Regions from separate parts of the Macaca mulatta genome. Here region 2 is linked to region 1. A link is a contact called in public Hi-C data. All regions are on one chromosome and are shown on one strand. The core of a region is the stretch at or near the end of the contact, and the rest is flanking DNA. Distances in the headings are between cores, read along the strand shown. Region 1 holds the start of SSBP3 (single stranded DNA binding protein 3). Region 2 holds the start of TCEANC2 (transcription elongation factor A N-terminal and central domain containing 2).

Region 1 (6,938 bases), core at 1,135-3,634:
CACACCGTTTTGTTGAACTCCATCAAAGTATCAAAAGCCACTCTGCTTTCTTTTCTGTTTCAAAAGGATGTTAAAGACTCCACCAGTCAGTGGCACAAAACACCGGGGTCATACACTTAGGGCAACTGGGTCCGGCTGACCCTAAGCTCCCTCTTGGCTGTCGTATACCCAACAGAGACCAAACCTGCGGTGGCCCCACACCCAAAGGACACAGAGACCTGGTAAGAGAGTCACAGAGAGTGGGAGCCCCTAACTACAGACACTGTGAGGTCGACTCTGACCAGTTAAGGTTCTGCCTAAAACAACACTTTGTGGTTTTAGTGGGGGAGGGGGGCGGGGAGCTCCCAGAGGAAAGGAAGGACCAGTCAGTCTGAATCAGTATCTTTAAAGGAAGTGGCAGCCCTTTCTTGCTTTTTCTCAGGGTGCCTGGAAAAAGCCCCGTAGATGTCCTATCTTAAGGTTGTAAGCTCCGAGGAGAAAAAGGAACGGACAGGCTAATTGTAAAACAGACCTGGTATCCCCTCCACGCCGCCCCACCCCCACTCCTCTAATTAAAGCAACATGCAGAATTGACAAAAATCCTCCAATGTTTTTTCAAACCCTTGCCTAGAGCCCCAGAGTGAGATGTAAAAGTAAGGAGTTTCTACCCCAACATCACAGATTATTTTGTCGTTTTTCCCCAAAACTTCAGGTAGCATCCTCTTCTGCCCTTTTCCTCCTTGGCCAGCTGGGCCGGAGTGCCTCGAGGTGCCCCGCTCTGTGCAACGCGGAGGGCCACAGGGTGGAGGGCCTGCTCCAGGCCTCCCTTCTTTGTTCACTTGGACCCAGGGCTCAGAACAAAACAAACACACATGCAAAACTATCACACAAACTTACCACCACCACGAGTGCAAAAACCCAGGCGGTTCTCCCAACGTGATGTTTTTTTCCCATCGAATCTGGAAAGGTAAGAGCGGAGGCAGCTTAGAGGAGTAGACACGGGGTGGGCTGGGGGCTTCCTAGAGCCAAAAGGCTGGGAAGACCAACTAACAATAAATGCCAAAAGGTGATAAAAATTCAAAATGGTGGCCACAGTGGCTGCTCCTGAAAACAAAGGCTCTAAGAATAGTGGGGAGGGGGGTGTCAAGAAATTGGATGCTGGGGGGAGTCCCACTCACCTCCGATAAGAAGGTCTGTGCAGATTTCTGTGCTCCTACGTGCAGTAAATATTCGTAGACGTATAAAGCTAACCTGGAAAGTGGGCAGGGAGCAAAGAGAGAGGGGAAGGAGTCAGATCCCACCGGCGCTCTCCAGGACCTTGCCAGCAGGCTTTGAGCCCTGTCTGCGCCGTCCCATTGTGGCCCCGACCAGAGGTAAGCAGCTAGCTAACCCCAAACAGGGCCGCCAGGTGCGAACAGTTAGGGGGTGGGGACCGGGGAACGCGTTACCTCAAGCAGTGAGGGATGGAGAGCAGCCCCAAACTTGAACTTCCAAGTCGCGTCGGGGACAAACCCACCTAGGTTCCTCAAACTCGCAAGCCACTCGACCCCACAGCCACCTTGCCTTTCCCGACCCAGTCCTCGCTACGCTCTCCCCGGCTTTGGAGGTCCAGGGAGACTCAGCCCTGGACTCCGGGTGCTTGGCGCGCTCTAGAGAGGGCAGCAAAGCACCACCCTCGTCACCTCCCCCCAAACAACTGTGCCCCAAGTCTGGGGCCAAGCCGGCGCCACCGTCGCTGCCTAGCCCGGCGTCCGAGGACGCGGACCCAGTGACGAATACGAGGGCAGGGAAGGGAGAGCGCTCCCGGCCGAACAAAGCCCCCGGCACGCACTCCTCACGCCGCCGGCGGACAAAAGGAGGCTTCGGGGCTGCAGAAGCCACGCGCCCCCTGCCCGCGCCCGGTGGGCAAAGTGCGGCCACCGCGGCGAGCGCCCGGCTGGAGCGAGCGTCCAGGCTCGCTGGCGGGACCTCGCCCACCACTCACCGCGGGGCCCCGCGCCCGGCCCGCGCCACGGCCACCAAGTACCTCCTCCGGCGGCTCCCCCCGCCGCCCCTTCCCCGATCTCCCAACCTCCGCCGGCTCCCAACAATGGGTTCTCCCACGCCGCCCGCCCCGGCCTCGGGGAAGGGGCCAGGCAGGCGGCGCCTGGACCCGGGGGCCAGAGGGCGCAGCAGCCCCCGGCCCCCGCCCGCCCACCTGCCTCCCACCGCCCGCCCGCAGCCCGGCGGCGGCGCGGCCGCCACTTGCAAAATAGGGCTTACTTTTCCCGAGCCTGCCCGTCCGAGGGCACCGCCGAGCCTTTGCCTTTGGCAAACATGGTTTGCAGGGAAGAGGGCGCCGAGCCTCGCCGCCGCCGCCGCCGCCGCTACCGCTCCGGCTCTCCCGAGCTGCCCCTCGCTCCCGGCCCCCTCCCCGGCGCTCGCTCGCTCTCTCGCTCGCTGGCGCTCTCCTCGCCGCGCTCCCCTCCCTCCCCCCCAGGCGCTGGCTCCGCGCTCTTTCCAGCTGTCAAAGCGTCAGCCCCGGCCGCGGCCCCATCGCCCTGGAACTCCTCCCGCGCCGGCTCGGCCTGGAGTGCCGCCGCCGCCGCCCGCACGGCCGCCCGCTCTCCGCTCGCTCGCGCGCCCTCCCGGCTCCGCCTGCGCCGCCCTCTGCGCCTCCAACACCGCTGCCGCCGCCGCCGCCGCCGCCGCTGGTCTACTTGGAGCTCAACCGAACGTGGCTACCCGGGCGAGGGAGCGAGGCGGGCGGCAACGTCCCGCGATGGATGGCCGCGTCGACCAATCGGCACACGCGGGGGCGGGCCCGGGCCGGCCGGGAGGGACGCCCTGACAGCGCCGGCCGCGGCAGTCCCCGCTGCGGCCGCCTCCGCGGAGCCGCTGCCTGCTCCTGCGAGCGAACTGGGGGCGTCCGGGGGCGCGAGCCTCTCTTTTCTGTCGCCGGGGCGGGGGACGACGTGGATCGGGCTGGGGGCACCCTGGTCTCCTCGCCCCAGCGAGGAGGGGGATCTGACTGGCGCTCCCCGCGGCGTGGACCACTGGGGGTTAGGGGGGCGCTGCGGCAGCGTCCGGTGGGAGGGGGCGCAGACCCCCAAGCGGTCGCCGCTCTCTCCCTCCTGCCACGTCCGTCTCCCTTATCTGCTCCTCACCTCCCCCCCGCCGCGGCCCGCGCCAGCCCAGCCCTTATCTCGCCCTTCCCTCTCGGTAGTCCTCCCCCTAGGCTCCGACCCCGAGCCCCTCCCCAGACTCCAGCCCGGCCCCCAGCCCGCCCCGCCCCCGGGCCTCACTCTCGCCCAGTCTAGCTTCCGAGCGCCGGGCCCGGGGCTCCACGCTGAGAGCGGCGCGGCTCGAGCCGGCGCCGAGGCGCGCGGCTGCTCCTTTACTAGATCATTAAAATACTTTGGAAAACCCCAAAGTGGAGCCGCGCGAAAATGGCCTTTGGCGTGCTTTGGGGAGCTGGGGGGGTTGGGGACAGGGGACTTCAACTAAGAGGAACGAGAGTGATTTCTCCCAAATTTCCAAGGTTTGCCAGTCCTGGCAAGTTAGCCCTTCGGCTTCTCCACGGGAAAGGGTGCCACTCGGGGATGGGGGGGCGTCACCTGGGCGGCCTGCGACGCGGAATGCGCGCCACAGAAATGTGCAAACTTCAAATAAATGGAGCTAAATTGGGGAGTAGGGGACGAGAGTCAGGCGTAGGGGGAGGGGAAGCTTCCATTGTCAGTGACCCAGGTGTACAATGGGAAATTGAGGGGGGCTGGCAGAGTGACCCAGCTATTTGCTGCTGACTCCTTTCTGCCCACGCCGAGAACCCAGAAGACACACTGCGTGCCCCTCATTAGAGACTCTTAAGACCAGGTACCGGCGAAATAGGGGAAGGCTCCCCCATTTTCAGACTGTTTTTAGAGAGCGGATCTCTTTAAATGGGATAAAACACTGTCGGCACTGTCTCTTTAAAAGAGTCAAGCAGAAAAAGCTGTGTAAGCGCTGATTGGCTGCCTGTTTGGATACATCTTTAGGGGAGCCTTGAAACTGTTAGCCTAGGTTGATTTTTTTTTTTTTTTTAACTGCGCTGTTCCAATAAACAAGTAACGCCCCTCCCCCTAACATGCCTCGCACCAAACAATTAAAGGATAGGTCAGTGTCCTGGGGAAAACACGTTTCAAGTAGGAAAACTCAGAACTAGATTTCAACAAAATAAACAATAATTCCCTACCATTAAAGTTTGCTTATTTTGATCTGTAGAAGAGAGAAAAGGGGCTTTTAAAAGAAATGCCCCGCAGCTAAAGGATCTGCGTTGGTTCAGGAAGGAGACTCTGGGTGCATTTTTGGAATAATATTCTACTCAATGTAACAACCTCCTTAAATTAGAATACAGCCAGGCCCTGCGGACACTTCCGGACTCACTCTGCTCCCTTCCAGGACCCAGCGCTCACAGGGGAAAGGGGCAGAAAAAAGGAACGCTGAGACCTAGTTTATGGGCGTCTCTGTGCTAGTCCCTATTTTAAAGGTTGTTTTGTGAATGAGGGAAGCATGGAGGTTGGGAGTTGGAATACAAGGATAGAGGAGAGAAGGAAATAATTACAGTTATTTTTTCCCCTAGGCAGTTTAAATTCAGTAGGGCTAACTTAAGGTACCTTAGAGCCCACACTAATTAAATTGGCCTGCTCATACCCTTCCCCTGGTCTTCCATCTATTTTGAATGGGCTAGGAATGGCCAGGGATGGCTTGTCAACAGACTGACTCACAAGAAGCCTGACTCATCTTGTGTCTGCAAGGCCCACAAATTAGGAGTATCGGTTTGGTCCTGGCTAAAAAAAGAGAAGACACTGCCCTTCTCCGGCCCTACTATGACCCAGGACTCTACCAGATTGGCCATGCCTCTACCAACTTCATGGCTGCAACACAAGCATATCTATTTGAGCATCAGTTGCTTCATCTGTCAAATGGCAAAGGGAGGTTAGAAGATCTTCAGTATCAAGGCCGGGCGCGGTGGCTCACGCCTGTAATCCCAGCACTTTGGGAGGCCGAGGCGGGCGGATCACAAGGTCAGGAGATCGAGACCACGGTGAAACCCCGTCTCTACTAAAAATACAAAAAAAAAATTAGCCGGGCGCGGTGGCGGGCGCCTGTAGTCCCAGCTACTCGGGAGGCTGAGGCAGGAGAATGGCGTGAACCCGGGAGGCGGAGCTTGCAGTGAGCCGAGATTGTGCCACTGCACTCCAGCCTGGGCGACAGAGCAAGACTCCGTCTCAAAAAAAAAAAAAAAAAAAAAAAAAAAAAAAAAAAAAAAAAAAAAAAAAAAGAAGATCTTCAGTATCTCTTGATAATCTGATGTGCTACAGTGTTAAGATTTCCCTTCTATATTTTTCTCTCCCTACCACCACCCTGGAAAAAGGACAAAAGGACTAGCACCTCCTTTCCCATGTGACAAGAAGAGAAGGGTAGTATTCAGAGACCCTGTGCCAGGCATTCTGTGGTCAGCCCTTTGCTGGAACTTGACACAACAAAGCTGCACGTTGGTTGGTAGATTCCTTGTTGGAGCTAAAAGAGATGGTGAGAGAGTCCAGGCAGAGAGAGCAGGGAGAGTCTTAGCCACCCCTCACCCCTGCTGGCTAGAAGATTGCTGAGGGGTTCCCTGGAAGTGGGACCACTCAGCAGCCCTAACTAGGTGTGTGGCTGCTGGCACAATTATCCAAAATGTGGTCAGATCAGAAGCAAGTCCAAACACCCATGAGCAGCACTCAAGGCCCCAGTCTACCTTTCGCCTCTGGATCTCCCCAGGCCCCATCTTTGGGCCTGATGTCTCTCTTCCTGGAATGCTTCCTGCCCCACCCAGTTCCCTTCTTCTGCCATCCTTTCAGGCTAACATCCCCTCCGGTGCCATCTCCTCCACAAAAACCTCCCTGCTTTTCACTCCTGGAGCGAAACCTGTCCTTCTGTCCCTCCAATCTTATCTCATTTTGCTTGCACCATTCATTCTCCCCATTGTTGTAGCCACTTGTTTACTGTCTGTCTCCCCCACCAGACTGGGAGGGTAGGCTCTCAGTTTGAGTTATCTGTGTATCTCCAGCACACAGCACAAGCTGAATACCTGTGTGTATATTAACACTCAGTGTAGGCACCAGGAGCCCCCAGGGACTGAGAGACGGAAAACTCACCCCAGCCCCAAAGTACTGGGCCCCGTGGAGAGATAAGGAACGGACAACACCAACAATAGGGTTAGATAAGGCCACTCCCTCGGCTCAGCCCCACCCTCCTAAGCTACAGCCACCTGGAACTCTGTACTTTCAGTTTCCAGAATGGCCATGCCATTTCACACATCCACCCTGACTCATATTCTCTCTGTCTCTTTCTCCCCTATCTTTCTCTTGCCTCCCTCACTTCCTTTTTTCTTTCTTTCTTTTACCACCTGCTTATTGAACACCTACTATGTACCACACACTGTTGTAGGCCTTGGGTCATAAACGGAACACAAATCCTTACCCGGTGGAGCTTACACTGTAGTGAAGTCCCCGCCCAAAGCCCCCTCCGGTGACAGACTCCTACTAACACTTCTCAGATCCAGCCTGGGCAGGGAGGGTCTCCTTCAGAGAGCCTTCGCAGATCCCCCCTCTGAACTCCCAGTTCAGGGCAGGTGTGCCCTCCATGTCCCCACTGCATGGGTGTGGTTCAGGGGTGTATTTTCCCCTGGGAATATGACTCCTTAGGGTCAGGGAATGATCATCATTCTCTGGGGCACCCTCAGTGCCCAGTAACGTGGTGAAAGGAACAGAAGGACAGATGAAGAACTGGGTAACCAGATGTTGCAGGACATGCAGGTGAGGTGGGAGCGAAGACGGAGAGGTGGATTCCAAGCTTAGGCTAGAAGGGCCGCTCCTTCCTCTCTTGGCTGCCAGCAACTGGAACAGCAGAAATCCTGGGCTCTGGCACCAGATGGGTGGGGTCCAGGCCTCCAGAAGGAG
Region 2 (7,451 bases), core at 4,349-6,848, 360 kb before region 1:
AAAAAAGGAGAGAACAGCCATTATCTCCAAATTCCTCAATAATTTGGAAGCTATTTCCAGCACAGTGCCTGGGATGTAGAAGGTTCTTAATAAATGGTAATAGTGTTAATAGATTTTTAAAATAGAAAACAATTACAGGCATCAATGTATATGTGTGAAAGCTCAAGATAGGATGGACATCTAGTTCTTCATTACTGTAAAATATTAACTGCTTAATATGACTAATGTCTTCAGCAGGGTTTTCTTTGATAAAATAAAAGTATTTTTAAAAAGCTACTGCATATGGGGGAGCCCCCTCAACTTACTGTGTGATATACTGTGTACAAACTGGCAGACACCTAATAAGGAAACAGCATGTGCATATGCCAGTTAGCAACCAATGGAATACAAGGTATGTACTTCTTTCCAGCAAAAGGATTAGTAAAATTTATGCAGCAGCAACAATCCATCAAGAAGAGATGGCTGCAGTCTAATATTAAATATACTTTATCATACAGCTTTGAAGGTAGCACACTTTTGGACCTCAGTTCCAGCTGCATTTATTGTTAAGATGAAATTGAAAGAATTTTAAAAATTAAGATAAATTTCATATCTGAGTAGCTTTTGCAGGCTTTGTAAAACAGTTAAAGAATTATTTTATGTCTTTGGAGCACCACAAATTTCCTTATACTGCACAGAGGAAGCATAAGCTCATTAGTATGAGCTATATCACATGCCATTTCATTCTTAGATATGCTTTCCTTTGTTAAAGAAACCTAGTAAGTCATCCAGTACCAATTTCAGAAAACCATATGGCATGGTGAAAAGAGACTAGGTTTCAGGAATCAGCCCTAGTTTGAAGTTCAGACTTGCCACTTATTCTGTACAACCTTTGGCAAGTTACTTAATCTATTTCCTCAGTTGTAAAATACGGACAATACTCTTACATCAATCCTCACTACTATTTATTCCTTTATTTTCTACTGCCTGTATAATTGTAGAGCGTCAATCTTCACTATTAGGATAATTATATATTTATATCTACAACAGCATTACTATTATTTAATGAGCATCTACAATGTGCCAGGCACTGTGTTAAGACTTAACAAATTATGCAACATCTGGTATGGAGCAGGCACTCAACTGGTAGCTATTAAGAATCATATCTGGCCGGGCACGGTGGCTCAAGCCTGTAATTCCAGCACTTTGGGAGGCCGAGACGGGCGGATCACAAGGTCAGGAGATCGAGACCATCCTGGCTAACGTGGTGAAACCCCGTCTCTACTAAAAAATACAAAAAACTAGCCGGGCAAGGTGGCGGGTGCCTGTAGTCCCAGCTACTCGGGAGGCTGAGGCAGGAGAATGGCGTGAACCCGGGAGGCGGAGCTTGCAGTGAGCTAAGATCCGGCCACTGCACTCCAGCTTGGGCGACAGGGCGAGACTCCGTCTCAAAAAAAAAAAAAAAAAAAAGAATCATATCTTTATTCTAAGTATTTCATGTTATATATACAAAAATAATGATTTCAAGTAAATATTTCATGCCCTATTTATCCCAAATGACTGGCAAGCTTATATAACATGTATCTCCTCTGATTTAGGACACAATAAATGGTGCTTCCACCATAGGAAATACCAGCTAAATTCATAATTAGAAGGTCCCTCAATGGTACTATTTAGGGCAGGCACCGTGGCTCATGCATGTAATCCAAACAGTTTGGGAGGCCAAGACATAAGGATCCATTCAGTCCAAGAGTTTGAGACCAGCCTGGGCAACAGAGCAACACTCTGTTTCAATTATTTTAAATTAAAAAATAAATAAATAGAAGTTAAGTGATCAGCAAGGACAAACAGTAATCAAGGAACTGGGAATAAAACCAGGTTTGTATGGTTCTAGAGACCACACTCCATTAATAAATGACCAGGCTAGCTATAATTAGCTTTTTTATTAACATGATTTATGTCTCTTGTTTTTTCGTCCGAGATAAATTATGCAATTGCATTTTCTGTAGATAAAAGATAGAATAATTTAAAAATAACTACTTACAAACAGGTATTCTACTTTCTTGCAACAAATAATTAGTTCTCAAAAAGTGTCATTAAAATGAGATTTTTTTTTTTTTTGAGATGCAGTCTTGCTCTGTGTCCCAGGCTGAAGTGAAGCGGCGCAATCTCGGCTCACTGCAACCTCCACCACCCGGGTTCCAGCGGTTCTCCTGCCTCAGCCTCCTGAGTAGCTGGGATTACAAGCATGTGCCATGCCCAGCTAATTTTTGTATTTTTCGTAGAGACGGGGTTTCACCATGTTGGTCAGGCTGATCTTGAACTCCTGACCACCCATGATCCACTTGCCTCGGCGTTCCTAACTGCTGGGATTACAGGCATGAGCCACAGCGCCCAGCCTAAAACGAGATTTCTATCTCGTTTTTCAAACTCTATGTGAGTTTGAAAATTCATCTAATTTCTTACAACACACGAAGCTTTTTCCTGGAGCACAAAGCACAGAGGAGAGCCAATAGAAATCAGTGACATAGTTAAATATGTGGGTTTTTTGTTTGTTTTTTTTTTTTTGAGGCAGAGTTTCCCTCTTGTTGCCCAGGCTGGAGTGCAATGGCGCAGGTTCACTGCAACCTCTGCCTCCCGGGTTCAGGCGCTTCTCCTGCCTCAGCCTCCTGAGCAGCTGGGATTACAAGTGCCCGCCACCATGCCCAGCTAATTTTTTTTGGTATTTTCAGTAGAGATGGGGTTTCACCATGTTGGCCAGGCTGGTCTTGAACTCCTGACATCAGGTGATCCACCTGCCTCAGCCTCCCAAAGTGCTGGGATTACAGGAGTGAGCCACCACGCCCAGCCTTTTTTTTTTTTTTTTTTTTTTTTTGAGACAGGGTCTCACTGTTAGACTGGAGTGCACTGGCGACATTTCGGCTCACTGTAACCTCCGCCTCCCAGGCTCAAGCAAGCCTCCCACCTCAGCTTCCCAAGTAGCTGGGACTACAGGTGCTCGTCTCCACGCCTGGCTAGTGTTTTCTTTTTCTTTTTTTCTTCAGAGACGAGGTCTTGCCATGTTGTCCAGGCTGGTCGCAATCTCCTGAGCTGAGATGATCCACCCACCTCGGCCTCCCAAAGTGCTGGGATTACAGGTGTGAGCCATCGCACCCGGCCGAATATGTTTAATGCAAGTTTATTAATAGGAGGCAGCATAGTGTAGCCAGTTTTAAGCTGAATTCCTACTCCACGATTTCTTGGGTATGTGACCTTAGGCAAGACACTTAACCTTTCAGAGCCTCAATTTCCTTAATTTTAAAACCCTACTTTACAGGGTTGTTGTGAGAATTAGGAATAATAGTATGATAAATCTCCCATCACTCTGGCTAACAGTGGAGTCTATATAAATTTCAAGTCCAGGACCTATAGGGAGCCAGATGATTTGGAGTTCTTTGTGAGAAAAGCTTTACTAAATAAGTAAAAATGGTTTATAGATATCACACCAATTGTTAGAAAATAGTGGACATTATTAAAGTACCTACAAGTTCCAGGAAGGTATCCTTTCAAATTATTTGATTATTCTCCCAACATTCTGGTTTATACTACAAAATTGCCAGGAAAATCTCAAAAAAAGGAAACAAACCCTAGAACAATAGAAAGTAAGTCTCAGCCCAATTCCAGGCCAAATCAATATTAATGAGCTTCCTCATACAATCCTCTTAATGATGAGAAGTTTACAAGAAGTGAAGAAAAATAACGTGGTTAGAAGCAGTATTCATCGATTTAAGTCTGAAGTTAAAACTTCTCACTTCTTTCTCGATTGTTACATAAATCTCTGGAAAAATTTAGCACACTCCCCTCTCCCACGGTTTTTGAAAATTGATAATCTCCATGCAGTTTAAAATCCAGCCGTAAACAAAATCTGAGAAGTGCCGGCACTTAGAACTTTTCATTTCAAAGACCTGAAAGCACTCGCCAATATGGAACATCCTAAGCTTCACTGGAACTGTCTCCGTAGCCACTCCAGTTTTAGAGAGCAAGGAGGTCTAGCCACAATGGTTAAGCAAATAGCATACAGGAGATGAAGGAAAAACGAAGAGGAAACCACCAGTAACATCAACAAAAGCTCTCATAAAACAACGTGGGGGAAGGCATACACTCAAATCATACATGGGAAACGTGTGGTGGGAATCATCAAACAATTTAGAATGTTGAGTAAACAGAGATCTTACGCTGAAAAACCAACGTGAAGAGGGTTAGGTATGTACTTAAAAAGGGGGGAAGCATAGAGAGGAGGCCATTACCTCTCCGTAAGCTGCGAACCCTCTCCTGTCTACAGTCTCGTTTCTTTACCCACTCCACGAATCCCCCGTTTCCTGCACTGAGTGGTCAGTTTCTGGTAGGCAGACACCTAACTGCCTCTTCTCTAACCCAGTCCCTCTTGGCAGCGTCTTGGACACAGTAACTCAACATAGGCAGACAGCATTCCTGGGCGTCTCGCTACTCCTTGAGCCGCCTTCGTGACGCTTTTTATACTTCAGTGGAATTGTCTACTTGTCTGACTCCCTGAAGACTACGCTCCCGATCCCGAGAGGCGCTTAGTAAACAAAGGTTATGAATCAATCATTTGTGGACTCGCTTATCTGCGCCTCCCTTTCTACAAACCCCCCTTAGGCTCCTTAAGGCGAGGACCCTGCATTAACCATCCATATCCTCCTCTATCCTCCTCCCTCTGAGTGCTCGACTCCCCTGCTGCCCGGCTAGCTCCCAGAGGAAAGGGATCGCGTCTTTCTCATCTTTGTGTCCCTCAGCCTATCACAGGGTAGTGCAGGACAAACTTCCGGTAATGACAGCAGGAACTGGGGTGCAGGCAGGATTAGGGAGGAAAACAGGAGCTACACAGATGGGAGACAGCGGTTGAAAGGCGGATTGAACAGCCAGGTTGCCAGAGCCGACATAAGTGTGGGGAGCCGAGAGATGGGCGGCCAGGGAAGGGTCGCAGCCCGCTCCGGACGGGCCCTACCTTAGGGTAGGTGTGCAAGGGGTAGGTCAACTGACAGGCCCGGTGGCAAGACGCTGTATCACCCAAGACCGAGTCAAATGCTTCAGCCGAAGCGGTCCCCGAACCTCCGGCCAAGGCCATGGTCAGCAGCAGCAGCGGCGGCAGCCCCAGTTGGGTCCTGACCCAGAGGCTCGCCTTCGGCGCCGCCATCTTGTTCCCCTCTGTCACAGCAGCTCAGCTTGTTGCTGTTTTCTTTGAAGGGTTTCCTCCTCCTCCTGGGGCCAGCCCCCTTCTCCGCCCCGCCGACCGTTGCTTCCGCCTCCGCCGTCGCTTCAGCTCCGCCCTGACCCGCCTGAAACTGCCGCCTCCTGCCCCACCTCTGGGACTACTAACTTCTCCTAGGCGGGCGTGAGGCGGGGAATTCAACCATCGCGAGCATTAGCGCGAAGCGGGTCCGCCTGTCTTCCCTTCGCGGGGCAGGCTGGGGCATGTAGTTCTCCGTAGGCGGGAGGCGCACGGTGCTGTCGGGAAAGTTGGTCTCGGAAAACTACAGCCGCCCTCGGCGCGCCTTCTGCCCGCATTTCTTCGTAGTGCATTCTGGGGAATGTGGTTCGCTGTGGGCCAGAGGCGCGAGGGCCGGCGGAGTTTCTTCAGAGGAACTACAGCCCTGGGAGGAAGCGTCTATTTAGTTTCAACACAGACGACTGGGCTTGGGAGCCTACGGGGTTGCAGTCTGGAGGGCGCCAACAGCAGCTGCCAGGGCTGCTTTTCCTGGTGGGTCTCACGCCAGGCCGTTGTTAGGTGCCCCTACCCGGGATCCTGAGTGCTGAGAACGAGGAGGATGGGGTTTCTCCTTGTTCGGGGATCCAGAGATTACAGCCGTGGGTAGGGTCCTCTGACCACCAAGCAGTTTGTTCCAGGGGATGGCTGCGTATTGTGAGACTCCCTGCTGTGTTCTGGAGGTAGTTGTCAGTTGCTGATTACCAGGGCAACCCTTGGGATTGTGGCTGTGGTGAGGTGATTGTTAAGAGGGCGGCATTGAGCCTAGTGTAATCCTAACCCTTCCACAGCCCAATCTTAATTGGAAGAGGGCTTAGGTGCACGCTCTAGGTGGGATTCCAATATTGGGCCAATCCCCGCAATATTGGAATCCCCCCTAGAGCGTGCACTTCTGGAATCTAGGAACCTCCTAACCCAGGACGTAGGCTGATGATTGTTTACAGTTTCAATTCTTAGGAAGTTCCTCAGGAGGAAATCTTGTCAATTCCACTCGAGTCCCCATAATTCATGAATTCTTCCAGAGAACTCAATTGTGTTACTTTGGGGAGCAAATATCACGGCAGTCTTTAGTGAGGTTTTAGAATCTACCGTCTTTCTTGACCAGAACACGCTGCAAGCACGTCAAGGTAGTCGGAGGCCCCTAACAATGGATAAATTCGTCGTTCGAACGCCTAGAATCCAGAATAGCCCTCAGAAGAAAGATTCTGGAGGAAAGGTTTACAAGCAGGCCACGATTGAATCTCTGAAGGTGAGAGGGGATCTGGGGCTAGAGGAAATGTGCAAAGGACTGATAGCAAGGTGGTACCAGAGGTTCTGTTGTGAAAAGACCTATGAATTATTTCTTGTTATGCCTCCTCCCGCAAAGTGTACCTGACCACTCCTCCTTTGTTTCCCCCATAGCTGTACAGACTTACATTTATCAATTTCCGCACACCTCTGCTACACCCTTGTAATTACTCTGGTTTACAGCATGTATGGTAGCTGGTAGGACAAGTCCCATTTGTTGTTATTCTTTTGCAAAATGTAGTCTGTTAGGAATGTTAAAGTACCAGATATGATTCTATATACCTACCCTGTACAGACTCATTTAGGGGTGGGTTTTGATGCTGTTCTCTCACATCTTACTGCCCAGAACTGTATCAAATGGCTTTACAGCTTCAGCTGAGACCAGGAAAGAGGCTGTTTTTTGTTGTCGTTGTTGTTTTTGTTTTTCAGAAAGGGTCTCACTCTGTCACCCAGACTGGAGTACAGTGGCACGATCTTGGCTCACTGCAGCCTCCACCTCCCGGGTTCAAATGATCTTCTTGCGTCAGCCTCCCAAGTAGCTGGGATTACAGATACCCGGCTAATTTTTGTTTTTGGTAGAGATAGGGTTTCACCATGTTGGCCAGGCTGGTCTCGAACTCCTGACCTCAAATGATCCACCTGCCTCTGTTTCCCCAAGTGCTGAGATTACAGGCGTGAGCCACTGCCCCCAGCTGGAAAGAGGCTGTTTTAATGAACTCTTTGCTGCCTTGAACTCAGTCTGATGTCTGCAAGCAAGATGCAAAGAGTAGATACAATGAATCAATCAACATAGTCACCCAATAAGTGCTAAAGTAATTATTATTTTACTAAAATGAAACAAAACAACTTGTACTTGGTCCCCTTTGTCATCCTGAACCTTGCCTCTTAAATTTCTGACTTTTTCATTTTCTTTTATCAGTTC

Evidence for each region. Hi-C and Micro-C count contacts between places; a contact is called where the count stands out from the background.
Region 2: a Hi-C map of fetal cortex germinal zone shows a contact between it and region 1, with 4 times the contacts expected there. The contact joins the promoter of TCEANC2 here to the promoter of SSBP3 in region 1. A contact is called at or near these places in 3 of 14 Hi-C or Micro-C datasets (fetal cortex germinal zone, fetal cortical plate and liver).

What each region holds. Positions count from the first base shown.
Region 1 is chr1:186,196,656-186,203,593 of T2T-MMU8v2.0, reverse strand. It overlaps SSBP3 (single stranded DNA binding protein 3), which reads right to left and starts at 2,384. Exons shown (of 18, transcript NM_001261084.1): 1 at 2,242-2,384; 2 at 1,158-1,230; 3 at 877-938. The coding sequence starts at 2,297.
Region 2 is chr1:186,556,887-186,564,337 of T2T-MMU8v2.0, reverse strand. TCEANC2 (transcription elongation factor A N-terminal and central domain containing 2) reads left to right here and starts at 5,598. Exons shown (of 5, transcript NM_001266853.1): 1 at 5,598-5,737; 2 at 6,348-6,491. The coding sequence starts at 6,390. It overlaps TMEM59 (transmembrane protein 59), which reads right to left and starts at 5,340. Exons shown (of 8, transcript NM_001266204.1): 1 at 4,985-5,340. The coding sequence starts at 5,173. LOC144333255 (a long non-coding RNA gene) reads left to right here and starts at 2,829. Exons shown (of 2, transcript XR_013401813.1): 1 at 2,829-3,116; 2 at 3,296-5,189.